Regions from separate parts of the Mus musculus genome. Here region 1 is linked to region 2. Evidence: chromatin contacts called from public HiCAR-type data. All regions are on one chromosome and are shown on one strand. The core of a region is the stretch at or near the end of the contact, and the rest is flanking DNA. Distances in the headings are between cores, read along the strand shown. Region 1 has its middle 52 kb from the start of Gm40820. Region 2 overlaps Gm51887 (a long non-coding RNA gene).

Evidence for each region. HiCAR-type assays count read pairs that join an accessible place to other places.
Region 1: a HiCAR-type map of kidney shows a contact between it and region 2, with 2.3 times the contacts expected there. The contact joins two enhancer-like sites. A contact is called at or near these places in 1 of 39 promoter capture datasets (the C10 cell line), 5 of 484 Hi-C or Micro-C datasets (the HL-1 cell line, embryonic stem cells and trophoblast stem cells) and 2 of 115 datasets of contacts at active chromatin or transcription factors (astrocytes and kidney).

The regions. Positions count from the first base shown.
Region 1 is chr11:30,364,729-30,369,343 of GRCm38.p6, reverse strand. No RefSeq gene overlaps it. Among named protein-coding and RNA genes, the nearest start is that of Gm40820, 52 kb to the right of the region's middle. Within about 2 kb of position 1,748, at least 48 of the 459 cell types and tissues checked have an H3K27ac peak or open chromatin away from gene starts, as enhancers often do. A contact at or near this core is called in kidney, where this site is marked.
Region 2 is chr11:30,227,842-30,232,672 of GRCm38.p6, reverse strand. Gm51887 (a long non-coding RNA gene) reads right to left here. Exons shown (of 3, transcript XR_003949652.1): 2 at 1,516-2,107. It also overlaps a transcript of Sptbn1 not described here. Among named protein-coding and RNA genes, the nearest start is that of Gm51887, 8.6 kb to the right of the region's middle. Within about 2 kb of position 2,647, at least 23 of the 459 cell types and tissues checked have an H3K27ac peak or open chromatin away from gene starts, as enhancers often do. A contact at or near this core is called in kidney, where this site is marked.

The DNA.
Region 1 (4,615 bases), core at 499-2,998, 140 kb before region 2:
TAAAATGCTGTTTCCTCTCCTATACTGATTCAAATTTCACTAACTCTGATATGTCTCCCCTTCCCTTCTTTCTCCCTGTTACTAGGTAGCTACCTCCATACACATTAATAAGTATACAATTTCTGTGCAGAATTTATTTTCTTCTCCTCCCTATGCTCGCAAACAAACAACATGTAACTGGCTTCATTTAATTAGATCATGTGCTAATTTATGCCATTAGAATAGAGACAGAATTGATTTTCCCCATTCCTTGGTTGGAGTGGTTAGAAAGATGCCCACACATTCTATGATACTGTGCCCTGAAAAGAACAGAAAAATTATATTGACCTCCCCTTGTGTGAGAGCTAGATTTTCTTCTGATAATCAAATATGGAAGGAGTGGCCACATATGACTTCTGAGACTGGGTCATAAAGGCTAGAAAAATCAACTTTCCCAAACCCCAAACTGACTAACTAGCGTGTTGTAAGAACACTAGCTTCAATGGAGAGGACCATGTGGCAAAGATCTGAAGTGACAAAGCATAGTCATGTGTGTGATCAAACCTAGCAACCACATCCAGTCCTTCAAAGTGACTGTATCCAGGCAAACCTTGATTTCACTCTCATGGGAAATCCAAAGTCAGAACTAAGCTATCCTGCTTAGTTCCTGACTCAGAAAGCCGTAGTTCACATTACTTCAATATTTACTGTTTCTAGTGCATCGTTCGATTATCTGTGATTAACTAATACACAGGCTAAGATATAAAATAATACATGCAATATGTCATACGAGTTCGTTTTTCCTATTTTTAATCCTTGAAATAGATAGTGATACAACTCAAGGGGAGGACCTAATATCTCCCAGTTGTTTGGCCCTAAGACCCCAGCAAGCCATTCCCTGTCCTCTTGGACTGGCTTGTTGCAGCAGACCATACTTCCTCTCTAAAACTTAGCCTCCTTTTACCTCCTAATGCATTTGGTGTTCTTTACTATACATAATCATTTGAAGAAGAGTCCTTTTTAAAACTCTAGTCTTTGAGTTGCTTTCTTGTCTTATATAGAATTCAGATTAGTGAGCACAGTACCCTGGCAGTACGTAGCAGCATGCCTCAGTCTGTGCTTACATTTACTCTTGAACTAGATACTGTTGTTATTCTGAGTTTTCTGACTCTGAGTTATAAGGATGCTAAGTTGCTTCAGACCCAGAAAAGGCCAAGCAGCTTCATGTTTTGATACTCTTAGCCACTCTGCTATGCTCCCTCAGACATTCCCACACAATGCTCCAAAACTGTTCAGGATGCCACTGTTGGTTAATTAATGTTTCTGCATGAGCAAGTGAATGAACAATCAGGCGGGAAAATGTCATAAAAGTTCACAGTTAATGATAAAAGAAAACTCTGTGTTCCTAAATATCTTTGGCCTCATACAAGTGGCCCTGTATAGTTGTGTGTTTCTGAACTTTACGGTGTCAGTGCCTACAGCACATAAAGGGCCTCTTTCAGTGGATGAAAGTCATGCTAAGAGAATGCTAAAACTTCTTCCTTACATCTGCACTTTTAGATCAGGAGCCTCAAGTGCTTTGGAAGATCAAACACATTCAGGTCTCTTTCGAGTAGGCAGCTCATTAAGGAAATATGGAGCCCAGCAGCACCTTTCAAGCAGTACTGATGGGTGCTGGAGTCACTAGAAACCTGTATCCATTCCCAGAGGCCTGCCTGGAGAACCTCAGCATGGTGACAAAGGCTGAATTGTTCCCCCAGAACAACGAGCCATGCAAGCAGAGAGTGGCTGCCTGTGTACCCAGGGAAAAGGCCTGAAATGAGTCCCTGGCACAGACACAACAGGTCAGCCTTGAAAAAGATGGGGACAGAGCTCACTGCCAAAGAACTAGTCTCAGCTGGCTTGTTCTTAAGTTCAAAGTATCATATTCAAACTAAAACCAGCTAAATTTCCAAGTTATACAGCCAAGTGTACTCTGGGATAAAGCGGAGCTCTTAGGGAAAGCAAAGGGCTTCCCTTTTAATTTTCTTGGAACTGGCTTTAGCCTCAAGCCACCACCATCCTGTTTCCACATAAGGTTCACCCTCATGATTCCAGTTCTCCCAAGGGAAGTTTATGTTTTCCTTACTATAGAGCTTTGGGAAAACTGGTGATTACAACCAGAGCAAGACATGTTGGCCATTCTTGCCTTCCTATATCAATTGTGCATTTACCATGTGCATTTATTAATTTACTTTGCTGGTTTGTTCTCTCTCTCTGTCTCTGTCTCTGTCTCTCTCTCTCTGTCTCTCTCTCTCTGTGTCTCTCTTTCTGTCTCTCTCTGTCTCTGTCTCTCTGTCTCTGTCTCTCTGTCTCTGTCTCTGTCTCTCTGTGCGTGTGTGTGTGTGTGTGTGTGTGTGCAAAAAAAAAAAAAGAGAGATCAAAAGACAACTTTATAGAATCAGGCCTCTCCTTCCATCTGCATGTGGGTTCTGGAGATTGAGCTCAGATCGTCAGGCTTGTGCATCAAGTGCTTTAACCTGCTGAGCCTTCTTGTCAACCCTATTTTATTAATTTTATTTTTTATTCCTTTTGTGGGAGAGGGGTCTTGTGTTTAAGTATGCCATGGTGCACATGCAGAGATCAGAGGACAATTTCAAGAACCTGGTCTCCTTCCAACATGTGGGTCCAAGAGATCAAACTGAAGGCATTGGCGTTAGCAGTGAATGCCTTAACTCATGAGCCACCTCATTAATTTTTAACATTAGAGTCCATTAAGGTGAGGACTGTGGCCATTTAAGTGTTTTGTTTTTCTATTTTCTGTTACACAGAAATCAAATATTATGTTTGGAAACTTTAATAACCTAGAAATCTCTGCTCCAAAATAACAACTATTGTTCCCATAAACAAAAGCCTTACTACTCAGGGGAAAGGCCAGTATGTCCTTGTAGTAGAATATTAATAGAAAACACACACATACACACACACCACGACATGTGGTTTTTATCAATTTTAATATTGCTTAAAATATTGTTTAAATAAAACTATGTTTTATTCATATTTGTTTTTATTTTCTACAACAGAGGGTTGAAGTTGGGGTCTTCCTCATGCTAGGCAAAATTTTATTACTGATTTAAATCCCCCCACCCTGTCATTGTTCATGTAAAATAAAAAAGTGGTTTCTAACTAATAGTCCCTTTCCACCCTAGGGACATATGTCAATATCTAAAAACATCTTTCTTTATCATATCCTACTGTTAGGTGGCTGATAAGGGACAGAATGCTACTAAATTCTTCCTTCAGTGGAAAGGAGAGCCCAGCAAACAAGTAATTCTCTGGTCCAAAACATTGGTAATGCCCTTGATAAGCATAGGCACTACAATACAGATGTACTGTATTACAGTGCATAGAAACTATATTACAGTAACAAACATTCACCTCAAAGTCCTGCTCACAGCTAGGAAAGAGATTAAGGCTTGTATACAACACATCACGCATAGGGCTGAGATTAGCCAGAGCAAGTGTCTACATGCCCATTTTTCCTACATGTGCAATGTATTTAGTAAAAGATATGAGGTGGAACAGAATAAAATCCTGATTCTTTCTTTTTAATTTACTTCATAAATATTTGTTACCAGGCCTTTAAGATAAATGAGCCATGTATGGTGGTGGTATACAACTTTAACCCAGCACTCAGGAGACAGAAGCAGGTGGATTTCTTTGAGTTTGAGACATGTCTACATAGTGAGTTCCACAGAGGTACACAGGGAGACTCTGTCTCAAAAAAAACCAAAAAACCAAAACAAACAAACAAACAAAAACAAAAGAAAATGACAGAAGTAAATGGTTCTTCAAACATGAGTGCTTGTCTTAGTCAGAAAGAAAAGTGACTGGGCTATTTCTAGTCAATAGTTTGGCCAGGAAATGTCTTTGGAGCACTAAAAGGAGACAAGAATAAAACTGAAATGTCTGTACACCTTACAAAGTAAATATGCATATCATTAATTCTCTATGAGAAAGCCTGGACTTCAACACCAGTTCAAAGGTCTATAAAGAGACTTAGTGAGGAAGGATCTAGACAGGTCACACGAGTCTTGGGAGCTTCTTCTACTTCATCTTTAAGCTTTCTGACTGATCCCTACCCTAATGATCTGCCTCAGAACAGGAGGTCCTCCTGGACTTCCTGCTGCAGCAAGAATAGCCAGAAGGAAGGACGTGAGTGCATGATCTCTGGGGACTGAATTTGGCTTTTCAACTTGGAATAGATTCACTGGGAATGGTTCTGATCTGTCCCTCCCTACTCAGTCATGAATCCACCAATGTTTAATTCCTTCATGCGTGGGGGAGGGTATGGGGGACTTTTGGGATACCATTGGAAATGTAATTGAGGAAAATACGTAATAAAAAAATATTGGGAAAAAAAAAAGAAAGACCAGGATGATATTTTCACTAGAAGAAATTTTACCAGGCCTGGTGGATCAGTCCTGAAAATCCAGCTAGTTTGAGAGGTTACTACAGGAAGGACACAAGTTCAAGGCCATTCTGCACAACTAGCTAGATCCTGCCTCAAAATAGAAAGTGAGAAGAAGGTTGATGATACAGCACACTGGTGATGTGCATGCTCAGGCACCAGACAGGATGGGGTGTGGGGCAGACG
Region 2 (4,831 bases), core at 1,398-3,897:
GAGAGAGAGAGAGAGAGAAAGAGAGAGAGAGAGAGAGAGAGAGAGAGAGAGAGAGAGAGAGAGAGAGAGAGAGAGAGAGAGAAGCTCAATCTGCTTCTACACCTGAAAAATGTTAAAACATTATTTTGGTCCAGCATCTGATATAAGAAAAATTGTTCCACAGATAAGTCTCAAAATGGTGTTCTAAAAGCACAACATTTGCAATTATCTAATTAAATTAATAAAGGCTGATGGTAATAGACTAGATATGGAAGGTATTTTTCTGGCAGATGGAGAAACCTTCCCATCTGAACCTGATTATGAGCCCCCTCTTGCTGCTTGGCTCTCCCTCTTCCTTGAGCCCACATTTCTCACTAGGAGCTAAGAGTGTATAATAATAATAAAGCCTTGGCTGGCAGCCAGTGGAGAGATTTGGCTAACCTTTCCAGTGTTTGTGAAAGTAGAAAAAGCAATGCAGCTGTTAGACTGGGTCCTTTCCAGTGGAGGACATGTTTCCTAGATGAAGGCACAAATGGTAATTGAAATGTAATCGGTATTTCTGCCATCTTGCTATTATAATGCTTTCTACTTTCGTTATGATAATTGTTCATTTCTTAGGATTTGTTTTTGTTTTTCTCTAGTCTATAATCTACTAAAGTGAGGGAATGAAATGAAAGTTTTAGGCTTTTTTCATTTTTTTTAATGACTAAGTAGTTACATTTGTTGGCTGAAGGCTTATCTTAAATAGCTACACAATTATGATTAAGATACCTTACTGTAAGACTCGGGTTTCAGGCAGCAGAAAAAGAGATCTAAGTCAGAGTGCCTGAATTCTAAAACTGGTTGGAGGATTCTAGAATAGGCTCCATATTCGTTGTACTCCCACTGTTCAGGTTGAGGCTGCTAGAGATAAACTTGTTTTGCTCAGTGCAGAGGTGGATGTGTGCAGGTAATTTCTAAACCACTGACCCCACTGGTGCTTGAGATGTGCTGTCAGAATGCAGTGACCATCCTAGGCCTTTATACAGAGCAAGAGTGAGGTGATGGGCAGCTAAGTGTCTTGGTCTATATCCCCTGCTAGAGCTGACTTGAAAATGGTCTGTTTCCAGAAGGGTTCGTTGGTGACTTCTCAGGAGGCCTGTAGAGTACGCACTGCAAAGATTCATGTTGAGCAGCCACAGAGAGTGGGACTTTGCTTCCCTGGTAAGGAGGCAGACTCACACCCTGTCCTCATCCTGTCAGGAAGTTCTGTTTCCCCACATGAGCTTACTACAAGAGGTGGAGAAACTCCCTTGGTGTTCTTCCCCACTCCTCCCTTCTAGAAACTAGTATGTCGAAGTAGTTAAGATAGTACCTTTGGTCCTGGGTACTATTTATTCTGAGATAAGCATCTCAAAATAGCTGGACTCCTCTACCCATTGTAGAACCCTTTTTGCTCCCCCTTTAGGCAACAGTACAGATAATTTTGGCAGTGTTTGGCTTAACTGACCATTCCCAGCACTGTATGAATTGAGGTGTTATCCAGAGCAGACTTACCTGTTCAACTTTCTCCTTCATGTTCCTTGGTTTATTGATGCTCCTTGATAGTTTGATCACATTGATGGCAATTGGTAGCTGAGTGTCCCTTGCTGGCATAGAGTACCAGGGTTACGGCCCCAACTTGACTCTGGGGACTCTGGGCAAAGAAAAGCATTGAGGAAGGCTCTGAGGAATGGTGGGAAGTGAGAACTCTTTAACGCCCTCTTTAGTGAAACCCTGTTCCTACTACCCCACTTCTGTCTTCTGACCCCAGGTCTCATCTCCTCCAACTTCTGGAAGCTGATGGTGAAGGTTTGTTAGGGTTGTCAGGGAACAGTACAGAACCTAAGGAGTGTGTCCCACAATGCTCAGGTGCATCCCTTTGTGCTCTGGAGATGGTCAGAAGGGTCTAGATTTGCCTGCAAACCCCTCCTCTGGAGGATTGCCATATACAGAGAAGGCTGCTCCTGACACGGCGCCTGTTTCTGGCAACAGAAGCAGAGAGGAGATGAAACAGACTTCCTACTATTTAGAGGAAGAGAAGTATTCACCTTGGAGAATGTACTGTGGGACTGTGTATACATGGGTGACAGATCTGCAGGGTTTTCACCTAGAAAATGATTAACACAGTTACCCCATCAGACTGAATGTTAATGAGAAAACTGAATTGCCAGACCAAGGGCAAACTGCCTCTCAAGGTTGTTGTTTCCCCATTGCGCAGTGTGCACTGAGACCATGGGGAAGGGCTTGGCTACATCGCTGTTATGCTGTCCTAGAATTACTCAGAACTCAGGCTTGTTGGCTCTGCCATTATAGCAAGAGAAGCCTCTGTGACATTGCTGCCATGTTCTCTGTGTTTCAAGGGCATAGGGGAGCTAATGTGCCCTGCCTCTGTAGCCGTCCCCCTTCCTATCACAGGAATTACCTTGGTTTGCTTCGTGAATGCTAAGATCCCACCACACCCAGACTGATCTGTTTTAAGTTTTTTATAACTTACATTTGGACAAATTTACAATTTCATAAAATGAAGATGCTTTTCTCTGTGATAGTAGAAGATTTCGTGCAGAAAGCACTCTAACACTTAGTGAAGCTGAGAAACTCAAGCATTCAATTTACTCTTTAAATGTTTACTAAGGGGGCTGGAGAGATGGCTCAGCAGTTTAGAGTACTGGCTGCAACTGGATTCTATTTCCAGCACCTGCAAGTTGGCTGGCAACCATCTGTAACTCCAGTTCTAGGGGCTCTGATGCCCTTCTCTGGCCTCTGCAGGCAACAGGCATTCTTTTTATTATTATTATTAGATATTTTGTTCATTTACATTTCAAATTCTATCCTGAAAGTCCCCTATACCCTCCCCCCACCCCGCTCCCCAACCCACACACTCCTGCCTCCTGGCCCTGGCATTCTCCTGTACTGGGGCATATAATCTTTGCAAGACCAAGGGCTTCTCCTCCCAGTGATAGCCGACTAGGCCATCTCCTGCTACATATGCAACTAGAGATACAAGCTCTGGGAGGTGCTGGTTAGTTCATATTGTTGTTCCTCCTATAGGGTTGCAGACCCCTTCAGCTCCTTGGGTACTTTCTCCAGCTCCTCCATTGGGGTCCCTGTGCTCCATCCAGTAGATGACTGTGAACATCCATTTCTGTATTTGCCAAGCACTGGCATAGCCTCACAAGAGACAGCTGTATCAGGGCCCTGTCAGCAAAATCTTGCTCACATATGCAATAGTGTCTGGGTTTAGTGGCTGTTTATGGGATGGATCCCCGGGTAGGGCAGTCTCTGGATAGTCCTTCCTTCTGTCTCAGCTCCAAACTTGGTCTCTATAACTCCTTCCATGGGTATATTGTTCCCCATTCTAAGGAGGAACGAAGTACCCACACTTTGGTCTTCTTTCTTCTTGCGTTTCATGTGTTTTGCAGATTGTATCTTCAGTATTCTAAGTTTCTGGGCTAATATCAACTTATAAGTAAGTACATATCGTGTGAGTTCTTTTGTGATTGAGTTACCTCACTCAGGAAGATATCCTTCAGATCCATCCATTTGCCTAAGAATTTCCTAAATTAATTGTTTCTGTAAGGCAAAAGACACTGTCAATAAGACAAAAAGGCCACCAACACATTGGAAAAGGATCTTTACCAATCCTAAATCTGATAGGGGACTAATATCCAATATATACAAAGAACTCAAGAAGCTGGACTCCAGAAAATCAAATAACCTCATTAAAAAACGGGGTACAGAGCTAAATAAAAAAAATGGGAATGGGTGGGTAGGGAAGTAGGGGGGGAGGGTATGGCGGACTTTTAGGATAGCATTGGAAATGTAATTGAGGAAAATATGTAATAAAAATATTTTTAAAAAATCTAATAAAAACTCATAAAAAAGAAAAAAACACAGAAATACCTTATCTTATGCTTCTACAATAAGCCATATTTTCTGAAAGACACCCTTGCTTATGTCTAAAAAAAAATAATAAAAAAATAAACTATTCTCACGAGTCAAAAAAAAAAAAAAAGAAAAAAGAAAAGAATTCTCAACTGAGGAATACGAAATGACTGAGAAGCACCTGAAAAAATGTTCAACATCCTTAATCATCAGTGAAATGCAAATCAAAACAACCCTGAGATTCCACCTCACACCAGTCAGAATGGCTAAGATCAAAAATTCAGGTGACAGCAGATGCTGGTGAGGATGTGGAGAAAGAGGAACACTCCTCCATTGCTGGTGGGATTGCAAGCTGGTATATCCATTCTGGAAATCAGTCTGGTGGTTCCTCAGAAAATTGGATGTAGTACTGCTGGAAGATCCAGCAATACCTCTCCTGGGCATTTACCCAGAAGATGTTTCAACTTGTAATAAGGACCCATGCTCCACTATGTTCATAGCAGCCTTATTTATAATAGCCAGAAGCTGGAAAGAACCCAGATGTCCCTCAACAGAGGAATGGATACAGAAAATGTGGTGCATTTACACAGTGTGTATACAATGTACATTTACACATTTACTCATCTATTAAAAGCAAGGAGCATTCTTGCATTGCACATATATATGTATATATATATAAACACTCGTACATATAAAATAAACCTAAAAAAATGTTTACCTCTGTCCTTGGTGTGTTAAGTGATCTATGTATAGTGATTCACTGATGGATAAAAGAATTACCCAGGATTCATAAAGTGTGGTATACAAGGCAAGATAATTACTGAATAGTTTCACTATGGGTGAGAGAGGATGGACAAGCATATGTAGCAGGCTGGGGCTTCAGAAGAGTTCTCCAGAGAAAGTTCAGGCTGACTTGGTTCTCATTGTGTGCTTTCTTTATCTGTAATAG